Regions from separate parts of the Acanthopagrus latus genome. Here region 2 is linked to region 1. A link is a contact called in public Hi-C data. All regions are on one chromosome and are shown on one strand. Each heading gives the region's core, a stretch centred on a gene start, on an enhancer-like site or on the middle of the called end of the contact. The rest is flanking DNA. Distances are from core to core; before and after follow the strand shown.

Evidence for each region. A called contact is a pair of places that touch in the nucleus more often than the background predicts.
Region 2: a Hi-C map of muscle shows a contact between it and region 1, with 6 times the contacts expected there. The contact joins the promoter of slc35f6 here to the promoter of taf1a in region 1. A contact is called at or near these places in 2 of 4 Hi-C or Micro-C datasets (liver and muscle).

Annotation. Positions count from the first base shown.
Region 1 is chr22:12,390,588-12,397,788 of fAcaLat1.1, forward strand. It overlaps taf1a (TATA box-binding protein-associated factor RNA polymerase I subunit A), which reads left to right and starts at 4,364. Exons shown (of 11, transcript XM_037085602.1): 1 at 4,364-4,621; 2 at 5,096-5,254; 3 at 5,600-5,763; 4 at 6,028-6,141; 5 at 6,246-6,444; 6 at 6,670-6,791; 7 at 7,090-7,201. The coding sequence starts at 5,137. It overlaps mia3 (transport and Golgi organization protein 1 homolog), which reads right to left and starts at 3,246. Exons shown (of 27, transcript XM_037085587.1): 1 at 3,031-3,246; 2 at 1,744-1,877; 3 at 1,557-1,643; 4 at 1-1,428. The coding sequence starts at 3,151.
Region 2 is chr22:12,542,021-12,549,221 of fAcaLat1.1, forward strand. It overlaps slc35f6 (solute carrier family 35 member F6), which reads right to left and starts at 2,723. Exons shown (of 6, transcript XM_037087352.1): 1 at 2,535-2,723; 2 at 509-581. The coding sequence starts at 2,611.

The sequences.
Region 1 (7,201 bases), core at 3,114-5,613:
TATTGTTGTTTCATCACTATTGACATCTGAATTCTCTTTAGCGAGTGGGTCCAGATGTGTTTCAGTTTCTGCACCGGCCAATTCTTGATCAGTGGCCGTTTCGTTTTCTGCCAGTTCATTGTCGAAATCCTCATGCTGTTCCTTTGCAAAGTGACTGTCCTGTATACCTGCAGCATCATGGTCGTCCTCTGAATCTTTGAACACTACTTCCTCCTCCTCTTCTTCTTTGTGCTCAAAGGGTTCATCTGCTGTTTTAACACCTGACTGTTGAGCCTCAGGAACAGCAGAAGTATCCTCTTGTGATACTAGATCCATTGGTATTGTTTTCTCCTCTGTGGGTTTCAAGGTTTCCTCCAAAGTGTCCTTGGGTCCAATCACTTCCCCATCAGCCTCAGAGTCACTGTTGGCTTCTTCATTATCTGTCTTTACAAAGTTGAATGGAGGATCTTGATGAACTGGCTCTTCCTTCTCTGGATCTTCTGGTGTTTCTACTGAAACCAGTTTGTCCATATCTTTCTTTGCTTCCTCAAAATGCTGAGGGGTTTTTAAAGCAGCTTCTTCTTCCTCATCGTCGTCTTCGTCTTCCTCCGAGCTCACATCATGCGCTGTAGTTTCTCCCCCAGTTACAACTGCAAAGACAGCATCTCCAAATGTTGTCCACATGTTCTTCTCCTCTGTGGTCTCTGGTTTATGCTCATCTGTTGTTGGGGGACTCTGATGCTCTTTGAGGGGATCAGATGCTGGAGTATTTGCTTTTTTGTCAGAGAAAGGCAACAGCGGAGTTCCAACTATAACATCGACATCTTCTTCGGGAGGATCGTCCACATATTCGCTCTCCTCCTCTTCATATGGAGTTACATTCTTGGTGATGTCTTCATCAGTGGTGACAGCATCAAAAGTTGTTCCAAGTGTGGTTTTTAACTCAGGGATTTTAACTTCCTCAGAAATCGAGACTGGGTCATCTTCTGAAACAACATCAACTTTGACCAGAGAATTTACTTCAGATTTTGCAGGCGTATCTTTGGTTTCACTCGTCTCTGACCAAACATTTTCAAGAACAGACTTGTCTGGGTTTTCTTGCACAACTTCTGTGTCTTCTGCAGCTCTTTCAGTTGCTGCTTTGGACTCTACATTTTTTGTAAAAGGTAATTCAGTTTCAATTTCAGGTTCTGTTAAAGAGGCACTTTGATCATCTGGGACTTTATCAAGATCCTCAGAGCTATCATGAAGCTCATTTTGTGTTTCACTGTCAGAAGCCTCATCCTCTGATGGCTGTGTTTCTTCCTGTGCATTCTCCAACACTTGGCTTTGGTCAGATGTTCCCTTATTTTCACTATCATCCTCCTGCACTGAGGAGCCTAGGAGTAAATCTATGTCATAGTTGTTAAACCTATCAAAGCCAGTGTCAAAACAGACAAAATCTGTTTCCTGAAAAGAAGACAAAAAATGTATTTGTAAAAAATGTTGCATTATCATGATGATATTTTCAAGGCTCCATTGTATTCAGACTGCATTTTGATTAATTTATTCAGTGAGTCAGCAACAGATGTTCATACCTCTGCTGGAATTTCATGTTCTTTGTCAGTATAAATGTGGTTAACTGCAAGAAGATCCTTTGGGAAATAGCCAAAGACACTCCCGACCTGTCGACAAATGCAAGAAGAGAATATGTTGAGTATAAATAAAACAGCCTGAACTTAGATGTTTCCTCTCCGGATTAAATAATAACCATAGCATACTTACACTTCCGGCCCACATGTCGGTCCTTCTGCCTGACAATTTGTAGTATACATAGATAGTTTCAGATTTCTTGAAGGACAAAAACCGACAGTCTGGTCCTGAGAAATCTGCCACAGCTTTTCCCCGACAAAGAAGCACTGTAAGGCAAAATATCAAGCGTCAGCATCATTTCAGAAAGGTATGCTTTATCTAATTGATATTTCTCTCGTACTGCTTATTTCACGAAAGCCAAATGCCAAATAATAAAATGCATTCCCACGACACATCCAGACAAAATGCAAATAGAGATGCATTGATTGGAGGTTTAATGTAACAGCCAGAAATCCAACATTGTCACAAACAAGGAAAGAGTTATCTGCACGCATTGTTTAAGTGGCATGTGGGGGTAGCTATTAAAACCTAAATTTCCTTGTTTAAGTCATCCTATGTTGGTTAAAAAACATCTCATAAAACAGGAATGAATATCAAAATAAGTAATCTAGTAGCGCCTTTGTTTAATGTGTTAATCAGTCTAATCTTTTATGACTTACAACCAGCTTTCCCTGATGATATGTCTTCATGATCAAACTGTTTCTCATCAATTCCATAAGCCTTTTGTTTTGTTGTCAACACTTCCAGGATATTTTAGGTCACAACAGCTGTAACAATCCCCCCGGGCTTGTCCAATGTTTGGTTTTTCCCTGACAAAGCAACCTGGAACATAACCCTGTATTAAAAGCACGACAGTATCATTCCTCCATCAGTTTGTCGCCTTAAGCTAGCGTCAGATTTGAGGTAATTGCTGCCCAGAGGGAGGTTAGTTTGCGCTGAGTAGCTTTAGCATAAAGGTAAGAAGTCACAACCAAAGCCAGTGTTGCTTAGCAATAGAGCTAGCGAGGCTTGTACTTTGTTAGCTAATCTTAACTATTGTTTATTCAGGCGCTAGCAGAGTTTTTACCCAACAAGCCGGCCGGTGGCTAATTAGCTAGCTGCTAGCATTAGCTGCTTCACTATCGATCCATTGAGGCAGGCCGGAGCTGCCAGGCAACCAGCCAACTCTGGCTGCGTCTGAGCGAATAACCTTCCCAGGTTAAAGACTAACGTTAATGTTAGCCTCCCGTGGGTTTAATAAGCAGCACACAGCTCAACAGCATCACAACAACTCCCGGAGGATTTACAGATAGCAAATATCGACTGGCAACAGGTCAAGAGATAAGGCGCAGTTTATGGCTAGCTGTAGTATCGGGATACGGGAGGAAGCATCCCTGAAGACCCGCTGAGCTAACAGTCCCGACAAGCCTGGAAACTTACTGCTGCACTCCTCGTCGGCACATCTTTTAAAGTCGGAGAAACGTTTCTCCAAGGCTGCGGTGGAAATAAAATTAAATAAAAGTAATAAAAATCCTTGTCGGTAGAAGTGTTTTGCTGCCATGTTGGCAGTTTTGTGGACTGGCTTGGTTCTGCTGCTGGAGCATGAGCACTGGCCACAAGGAGCCGACACGTCAGCAGATCAGATCCGGCTGGGTGTAGGCACGGAGAGGTTTTCACAGCAGCAGGGATCAGGCTGCTTCAAGGGACTGTGGGAAACAATATGCCAGATAGATGCAGTGACAGAGAAACTATCTGCCTCAACGCTGATGGATCCAACACACATCCAGGCATTATGCACAACACTGGGTTTGTGAGAGTGAGAAACTGGGTTCCTTGTTATATACAACATGTCTATGACTATTCACTTATTACATTTAAACTGGTGCATCTTAATGTCATAAATCATCCCCAGCGCCCATGTGTAGTTTAGACTCAAGACAGTCGAAGATTAAGATGTTTATTGTTAACAACAACAATAACAAATAAGACAAACAAAAAACACAATACTTAATAATTCCACCTAACAGCCAGAGAAAGCAGAAAGGAGAATTACAAAAAAAATAAGGAAATAAATGTCTTATCTCAGGGTATCTTTATTATGCTTTTCAACATAAAGACAAATAACCACAACACAACAAACAACAGCCACATTATCACAGTCTCCATGCACACATGGATAAGGAAAAGCTAAGTCCCATTACAGTTGGCAGTTTTCAACAAAATAACATCTAAAGACAGAGAAGACAAAATAAGAAATTATACATTTGAATAACAAATACTAGTACTATCCATCTCACACCCTAAAAATTTTCTTTGTTGCCATACAGCTCTCCTTTCAACATAATAGTTGTCAGTATTTTAAACAGTACATCTAAAGTAGAGTGTCTTTAAAAACAATATCCATTTTACATTTAAATCTGTATGTTAGATATTCCATTGGTATTACCTCAAACATCAGTTTGTGCCAGCTATCAATTGCAGGTGGCGTATTATCCATCCACCCTGAGAAATAATGTTTTTGGGCAGCAAATGTTATCATACTCAATAGAAAATAGTAACTAGTGTCCTTTGAAAAATATATTTTGCCAATAAACAATTACATTCAGTCTGGATACTGGATAGATAGATAGATAGATAGATAGATAGATAGATAGATAGATAGATAGATAGATAGATAGATAGCACTGGCCTCTGGAAGAAGAAGAAGAAGAAGAGGAAGAAGAAGAAGACGAAGAAGAATGTGTCCCGCCTCTTCCGGTCATAATAACCAATAATCGTGTAGCTTTCTTCTCTACTTCCCTTGCTACTGTATTGAATAGCTTTCTACATGTGGACCTGCCACCAGTCTTCAATACAAGAAACAGCTCTATAACTGTCTTTTTTCGCAAGAATAACAGATATTCGAAGTCTGAATCGGCACCTCGTGTTGGACTTGAGTGTTAGCTTCCCGTTGCAGGTTAGCTTAGCCGTTGGTTAGCAGCTGCACATTGTTTACTTCCAGTGATATCTGAGTGGCGTTACCCCTCAGCAGGTAGGAACTGAGCTGCACTTATTTTACCCGAGATAAGTTTGCATATGTCTTTCCTGTCGAAATACACGTCATCTTGGTGTAGTTGATTTATTAGGGATAGTTTGTCGGGGGGAACGTTTATTCAACACTTTGCTAACAAAGCTATTAGTTCGTGAGTTGGCCTCAAATAAAACACCTTTACAAATGTAGAATGAAGTTACTGTTAACTGACTACTAAAACGCTGCCACTGGTCTTTCATTGTGTGTCAGTGTGCTATTACACCTTAATGAACTCCACACTATGAATGATACATCGATTAAGTGGTTAGTTGATTGTTGGTCATACAGAAAAGCAATCTGAAAACATCAGCTTGGACTTTAAATGATTGATAAAGCAACAGTTAAACATTCATGATTCATGGTGCTTGAGGCTGGGGAATATTTACGTCTTGTTAGTAAGTCGCTCACTGACGCGAATATCTTTTTACACCGCAGGAGAAAAGGCAGCTATCTCAGCTGAGTCTCTGTGGCTGATAATGGATGACTTGGAAAAAGAGCTCAGGCCTCTCGACGACTTAGAGGATTCCTCTGATGACAACTCTTCAATAGGAATTAAGAAGTCAAAGCTCCCTCTGGTTAATCCCATTTGTGAAGGTGAGTTGTACAGTACTTACATACGTTGCTCTACTTACATGTAGAACCCTTTTAAGAGGGACTGATCTGCTTACATTAACCTATTGAAGATATATAACGATATCTCTGTACATTTTTCAAGAGACCTTGGTGCAAAGTAGTCACAATTTATAGGATCCTTTTTGAAAATGTTCCTTTCTGTTATGTGCTTCAGTAAAAAAGGTCCATCGGTCATTTTTTACCCTTTTAAATATCCATATTGATATCACCATTAAAAGTCCCACATCACTTTGTGCCTATAGGTAATAATGTTTATGACAAATGCAATTTATGTCATCAAATTATTGTTTTGATTTTTATCTTTAGAGACACTGAAGGAAACCGGGTTTCACCGGAGTACGCGAGGCTGTCTGGAGCAGATCAGAGACGCCCTGCTGCATCATAGATGGCAAGAGGCAGCGGAGTACATGGCGTGTTACCCGCAAATGTTAGAGAACACGACCCACAGCGCAGTTCAGCAGTCTAAAGAGGTAGATTTGGTTTTGTCTGTGTTAATCTGTTTTGTATCATGCAGACTGGGATAGAGACACTATTTTTAATGTAACAGTCCAGTTACTGCCACAAGAGCCCTTTTTCTAAAAACATAATGGTTAACATTTTACAGTACTCCAGGCAAAATAGCTTTGCAGAGATTGCAAACAATTTGAGTCCTTTTAATGAATAAAGTATTGGTTAGCTAAACAATCTGATAAATCATCTTGATATTAAATCTCTTTTTGCAACTTCCAACCCAGCTTATTTGGAGAATCAGCACTGAGATCCTTCACCATCACCCAAACTCAAGGCTGGAAGACTACAACAACATCTATGAACGAATGAAACACTCTGGAGTTAAACATTACCTGATGGTATGTTGGCTGGTAGACCTGACGACATAGTGCACTGCCATGTTGAATTACTTTATTTTTACATTACTTCAACACATTTGAGACGTGTCGCTTTGCGTCTGTAGATCTGTCTGGAACATTCATTCCACCTGATGCTCAACGGCCACATCGAGGATGCAAAGCATCAGCTGTCTGTTGCTGAGAGTTGGAGGCATGGGAAGGAGTCAGCAGCTCAGTATCAGAACACTAAACTGATCCAGGCCTACAGGAGTTTACTGGATTACATCATCTGGTGTGACAAAAAGTTCACACACTCCAAAACTGGTAATATGAGACACTTCTTGACAACCAAAGCATCTATTATTCATTTATATCCATTACCAAGACATGCTGCAAGCTCCTCTGTGATCTCATACTGCCACCTTGTGATCAGACAAAGCAACTACTCATATAAAAAAAAAAGTTTTAGAGACTTTTGACTAAATGCCCACTGGTGCGATGGAATATTTTTGTCTCAAACGCAGAGTAAACTAGTCCTTCTGTTCTCAGATCATCATGACACTGGTGACAACCAAGACATGCACAGCTACTTCAGACAGGCCTCCGTGAATCTAAAGGAGATTTTGAAAAATCCTGGAGTCTGGGATCCCTTCATACTGAGTTATGTTGAGGTGAGCACTCAATCCCAGCTGCTTGATTTAATCAAAGAAGCATATACAAGTAATATCACACAGTGAAACAGAATAGATTCGAGCTGCAGCAATCAGTCAGCTGAAAGAAAATCAGCAGCAATCTTGATAATCGATTTATACTTCCTTCATTTCATTGCTACCAGTTCCTGAAATGCAATACATCTTGCTGTTCAACAAATCAAATGTTCCGTCAGACTTGTTCTTGTGGAATTTCAGGCCAAATTCAAGTGAAACGTCCCTGCTCCCTTATTGTTTAACCGTGGATGTATTTTAACAGATGCTGGAGTTCTACGAGGATCACGAGGAGGCTTTAAAAGTCCTGAATGATTATGCTTATGATGACACTTTCCCACCCAATCCCAACGCACATGTCTACCTGTACCAGTACT
Region 2 (7,201 bases), core at 1,473-3,972, 150 kb after region 1:
ACATACTACTGTGGGATACAGGACTGATGTCACTGTTCAATGTACAGATCCAGATTCCATAGTCTGATGTTTTTCATATATTATAAATATATATAATGCAATTTCAAGCCCACAGTCAAAATGTTGCAGCACATATGTATGAATTAATCAGTAATCAAACAGGTCTACAAAGAGTTTTGTGTCCCCAAGAATAAGTCATAAAGGCAGAGCTTGAGTAACATTACATCAGTAAATCCTCAACTGAGTGAAGGAGTGACAGTTTTATACCAACTGGAGATATTTTATTCTCTCAACACACAAAAGTGAGACAAACTGTTGTAGTGTTGTAATGTGTACTGTATAAAGCTAATATCAAAATGGATTTTATCAGTTTTGTCAGATGATAAAATTCAGGTATCATTAAAAATGAAAACAAAAAAAAATTGGACTGGCGCGTCTCTTTTGACACGATCTGATAATTGTACCTCAAGTGTGACACAACATCGTCACCTGCAGTTTGCTGCCTTACCTGGACGAACGGGTGGGAGAATGAATGTTCAGGATCGCCATGGCAACCTTTCGCTGAGAACATGTCAGCCCATCTGTCAGATAAGAACATATTTTTACAACTCAATATCTAACCAACATTCGACAGGTGGTTGGTGCTCATCTTGAGCCCTGATGGTCTGTTCTGACACATTGTACTTTCATGAAGAGGTCGCAGCTGCTGCGGTTTGGATATTACACTTGGCCACACTACAGTTTCCATAAAGTTTCGATCATATGATTTGATCAGGGTAACGTGTTCAGTTAATGAGTACTGGAGTCACTTTTTATATAACCCGTTGACTTTTGCAGTCAGACAGTCAGAGGAAGCATGAGCAGCATGTGAGCGTCCTGTCTGCATTTAAAAATGCAAGACAAGGGAATGTGGTCCTACGGCGTGATGACACAGCACTTCCTCCACATGCAATGATTGCCGAGCTCATGAATATAATATTAGAAACTAGAACTGGGCCGGCTGGCTGAACCAGACGTTCCCTTTTTATTCAGAGACAATGTGTGTGGGTTATATGACTTCCTACGGTGGCGCGTGTCTCCCAGTGAAAGTTGCACCAAAACTATCAACCTACACGCTGTAACTGATCTCAGCTGATGGGGCTTCAAAACCAGTGAGGCGGCGCCGGAGTGGAACCCGACCCAATAGTTGTTTTAGTCTTTCTCTAAGAAAACATGACACAGCTTGTTTTGTCAGGCGCATCAACTCCACACGATGCGCTCGAACTGTGATTCATAAGGTTTGCTCAGCTGACAAAACCCACACAAAAGGCAGAAAAAGCGAGTGTCAGGCGGTAAGAGAGCTGACATCACAGATTATTAGAGAAGTAAAAAAAAAAAAAAGAGCTGGTTTCTGGAGCCTCTTCCTTTTGAGACAAGAATACAAGGCAACTGAATTGCAACAGTTAGTCATTAATAATTCATATCATCCATCAAGAAATAATACCATAACATTATCTTACTATGGCTTCTCAAATGCGATGGTTTTGCTTTTATATCACTATCGTTCAAAACTGCAGATAAGCAAATGTGCATGGTATTTTAAATGTCGGCTCTCATACCACAGCGTGCCTTGAAATGAGTATACTGCTGCCACCTGAAATTGGTTGTTGAACGACTTATCAGATTAAATGTGGTTTTTTACAGTTTCATGCTTCTTAGAGTCGAGGATCTGTTGCTTGTATCTGTTTTAGAACATTGCAAAATGAGTGTCTGTGAATTTTGAACAATTGGTTGCACAAAACAAGCCAGCTGAAGATGGCCCTTTGTGGTCTGTGAGGATAAATAATGTGAATCATTTTCTGAGATGTTTTTTTAACACTGCAGATTAATAAAATTAGGACTGGCTGCAGCTCTGACATCTATGTTGACTATTCTTTTATACCTGCTACTATATTTACCTGTGATCTACAAAGAAGGAGGCGGACCTGGGTTAGTACTTCACCTCACTTACGTCTCATCACAGCATATTTGCATACAGAGATACCGGTACCTCATGATAATGCATTATGCAGCTACAGAGCAGTTTAATTGGATAACCGCGACATTTTACTTTAGATAAAGCTTGTTTGAAGAGCCAGTTTCCTGTCAGCTATCTTATCAAGCTGTCAATAACCTTAACATCAGTTAAACAAGCCTCCGGATACATGTAGCGTCTCATTACACACAGGGATGTTTAAATCGACCGCTCTGAAAGCTAACAAGCTAACATTCCATTAGCTTGTTGTTTAGCTAGGAGCTAGCAGCAACAGCAGCTACAACTACAAGAGGGCTAGTAACCTGATAATACTACGAAACAAAAACGTAATAAGCGACTTTGTTCGATAACTTAGCTAAAGAGTTGTTTCGCTGACAAGCCCCACAGTTCATGTCCATTCACACTTTTTTGTTAAAACACTGGTTTAATTCTGTTTTAGCACACTTTCAGTCTCCTACAGTGACATTAAGTAATTATTAACCCATGATCCCAATAGAGAAATATAATCAAATCTACTCACTTTGCCGATAATGTGTTGAGAGACCCGGTTGTGAGCATCAGTCCCGCAAGGAACAGCTGATATTTGGTCCAAGCCATGCTGGACGTGTGAACGGGACAGACAAACCAGGTACAGTCGACCACAGAGGTGCTGCTTGTCCACAGAGCCACCGGTTGTTATTCTCACAGTTTACTCCGCCTTTGAACGCCACATGACAGCTCAGTGTCAGCTGACCGCTTGCGCACGCCACACGCTGCGTTCAATGACTCCCGGAAATAACGCAATCGAACAAATCGAACAAATCGAAAGAGAGCAGGAGTGAAAATCAAAGAATTATTTACAAGAAGGAAGATGGAGGTCATCATTTTTAATAAGTCTGTGTTGTGGACAATACCACATACAAAAGCTTCTACCATGTATTTAGAAACGTGCCTCAAAGATAGGATACATTTTTTTTAAAAAAAACCTGTGTGTTTTTATTTACAACCTTCAGGCATGTGACTGAAATCAATGAGTCCAAGTTAGTTTTGGGAGTAATCAGGTCACCTTTCCTCTAGAAACTTTATTTTTACGTTGTCAGGTAAGAAGACACGGCAGATAAGACAAGGTAGTAATACCTGTCAAATAATGACATCATTGTCCAATTTATCCAACCTGTTCAAAAAGTTTGAATTGAATTTGTTCTTTTGTGACTCAGTCTTCTCAATCACATTAAAGGAGTGAAAATCCAGAGAGCCAGACCTACCAGTTAAAGAAAAGACATCAAATGAACACAAGTCATTCGAGTTATCATGTCTCAAGTCAAGTCGCAAGACTTAAACTTCTCGACTTGCACTTCTGTTGTGCCAGCCTGCACTTCCTGGCTAAATTGTCCTTAGTTTCGTAAAACCTAAAGTGGCGGAAAAAGAACTGAAATATGTCATACTGTTAAAAAAAAATCAGGTGAAATCCCCGCATTCAATCATTACTTCAATAAAAATATTTAATCATCATCGGTGGAATGTAGTCCTACTTAGATATCAAAAGTAAAAGTGTGCTCTCTGCACTAATGGTCCTTTGGATTAAGATTACTGGTGCATTATGTGCATGTGTATTACATTTTACTGTTGTTGATATTCAAGGTTGTGCCAATTTTAAGTACTTTATAGATAATTCGGTAACTTTTTCCTTTGTATTTTATAGGATCATCTCAAGTTTCCGGAGTCACTGTGCCATGACAACCACGTATCTCTTGGAAAGCTTTCTATACGCGTTTACCAGATAATACACATTTTTTGATTGTTTATTTAGAATTATGAAGTGGCAGAATTCTCTTATCCCACCAAGAAACAAGTAATCCTTCACTCAGAAAAATTCCACTTCAAATCGCCAAATCTGTACATACACAGTTTTCAACAGACAGGACGGGTACAGTATATATTAACCAGTAACGAATGATGTCAGTCAAATGTAGGGGATTGAAATGAACAATATTTACCTCTCAGATGTAATGAAGTAGAAGTAGGAAGTTACATAAAATGAAAATACAAAATTACAAGTACATACTTAGTACTTGTGAATGTATTCAGTTGCATTTCAATAATGAAAATATGCAATGTTTAGTTACTCAACCATATGTAGTTAAAGAGGAGCAGTGAAGAGAGATTAATGTTGATATTCTAACTGGGACAGCTGCACTTATTAACATTGCCGGTGTAAAAAACAAAACAAAACAAAAAACAAACAAGCAAAAAAAACAAAAAACAAAAAAACAAAACAAAACACTAGCATGCATCTGAAAGTTTCATTTAAAGCCTAAAGTAAAAAGGAGAATAAAAAAAGGAAGTGTTTTTAGCTGAGGATCAGTGTTCGGGGGGGAACAAAACTGTCCAGTGAGAACATGTTCTCGTGCCTCTGATCATATCACATGATCCTCATTAGTTGATGACATGTGTCCAATTTCCTAAGATGTTCACTTCGTTTCCATTAACTCCATTAACTTTAATGGTCCAGCGTGACAAGAATTTTTAGGATATAGTGGCATCTAGTGTCAAAGTTACTGATTACAACCAGTTTAGCATCCAGAGCCACAGCCTCCCTTACACAATGAGTTTTATTTCCAAGCTTGGCAAAGTCATGACCCATCCTACTCTGCCTCTGAATGACTGCTACCTGTTTAGGTATGAGAAAGGAGATTGTTTCAGGTTAGGGTAAGACTATGAGGCTAAACCAGTCAGAGCTAGAGGAGGGAGGGTCATGTCTTCTATATCCTGGTAAAACTAATCTCTTCCCCTATTCCTCTAACTGAAAATGTGAAAGGCCGTCTGCAGAGTCAGTGTTCAAGTTGTCCGTTGGTCTGGACTCCACAGGAGAGGACCCGCTTCCTGTAGATTTTGAAGGCTTATTCTGACTAAAAAAAGATTCTTAGTTTCAGGTGAACATGCACTAGATGAAACCATGATATGATATGGTATGATATGATATGATATGATATGATATGATATGATATGATATGATATGATATGATATGATATGATATGATATCACATTGTATTATATTATATTATATTATATTATATTATATTATATTATATTATATTATATTATATTATATTATATTATATTATATTATATTATATTATATTATATTATATTATATTTCTGCCTGTTGAGTCGACTGCTTCGGAATTTGTAGATCTACAATTCCGTCTGCTGTCTAAGATCAAAATCCAAAGCTCCAGAAGAGCCACTAAACTGGCATTGTGAGACTTTTCTTTCTCTACCAAGTATGACAAGTATATATTTGTGAACTCAATTAGTTCATCGCAGAATTGATTGATTTATTGTGCAATGTCATTATATGATAATGTTATCATGACATGATCAGGACTTTAGACCAGACCTTAAAACCTGACGTTATAACAATCTAAGAACAGGAGTTTTCAGGGGCCATTGATCGCAGCATGGCATGCATCAGACACAAACAGCAGGGGGAGTCACAGACCGCAGAGGCGATCCTGGATTTGAAAGTGGGACCACAGTGAGTGTTCCCCTCTGTGGCCTCACACTGCTTAAAATTAGAACGTGCACTCCACTTTCCGCGAGGATGCTGTCCCCCGGCGCTTATGAGGTCAGTCTGAAGCTTTTGAAAACCTACAAAAGGAAAGTGAAAGAACATACACGTTAAGATGGGAGCGTGTGTGGTACAGGTTAATCTATGTGGGCCATATGAGATAAGTAGTAAAAACTCTTGGTATCAGCAGTATTTAATCCTCCGTGTCACTGCACACACCGCACTGGAGGAAATAAAGACATCAGAGAGATTTTTTTTTTCTACCTTGCTGAGGAAATATCCTGAACCCCCGTCTCTCTCTCTTCGTCTCACTCCGGTGCTCATCAGGATTCTTGGTGACTTCCCAAAATGCTGATGAGATCAAGGAGTCATCTGCTCGGTGACTCTATGTGAAGCGTCTGTACTCTCACGGCAGACGGCAGTAAAACCTCTTGGCTACCAGCACTTACCTGTTATAACTCAAGTTCAAGTGCAGAACACCGGGTGAGCCTTGTGACTAGTACTTTCCTGTGTTCATGACGCACTGAACGGGGTCATGCTTGTCTGTTGTTCTATGTTAATTTTCAAATTTTTATCTAGATCTGCAATGTGACCAGTGACTGAGGGAAAAAAAATGCAAATTGTGGTGTAAAATGTATAGTATTTCTCTCTGGACTGTGGTGGAGTAGAAGTATGAAGTAGAAGAAAAGGCAAATACTCAAGCAAAGAAGAAGTACCTCAAAAACTGCATAGTAATTGAGTGTATGGTAAAAAAAGAGAGAGGCTTACTGCGGTCAACTCTAAAACATGAAACATATCTTTAATATAATCTGAATGCTTTTAATAGTAAAACATATATATACAGTGTACAATATAATACACAGTGTCAATATTTGTTATTCTAGCATTACTTCTATAAACACCATCCACAGTGAGACGGCTCTTCTTTCACTGCGCCCTTTGCAAGAGACACAACATCTGTGGCAGCCGTTAAAAATATATGGATGCCCAGGAGTATTATCATTTCACGCTGAATGGCCCGGAAACATGTGATTGACAGCAGGCCTCGGGTGGTGTGAGGTTAGACCTGTGGGAGAGGGGAAGGTGACGGGGGAGCACTTTATGTAGAGGCCACTGAAATGTCACATGGTCAGCTGGGCCGGCTGGTCGCAGCTTGTTAAAGAGCGTCGCGTCCACCTTCCTGCACAGCAGCTCGACACACAGCCGGGCACAGAATTATTCATGATCACGGCTCAGCAGTGCTCACCTGTGCATACTGTACGCAGATATCAGTGGCGACCCCGTGACTCTGTGCTGTTATATAACACGTACATCTGCACCGTGCAGAGCAAAACACAGGGCTGCTCGGGTCAAAGATCACCGGCTGACAAATGTGGTCATCAGTGACCGGGAGGCTTTAAAGCTCGGAGCGTGATCTAATTACCTTTGATTACTCGTGACTTGATTTGAAGCCAAGAGGTAGAGCTCTTCTCTTTAATGTAAAACTGCTGTGTTATATGATAAGAAAGCTTTTTGTTCTATATCACAGAATTATGTTCATTATAACAGTCCAAAACTACTTTAATCCCATTTCATATTAAAAACACTGAAACTGTTTTTTTTTTTCGATCATAGTTGAAGCCAGAGTCACGCCAGA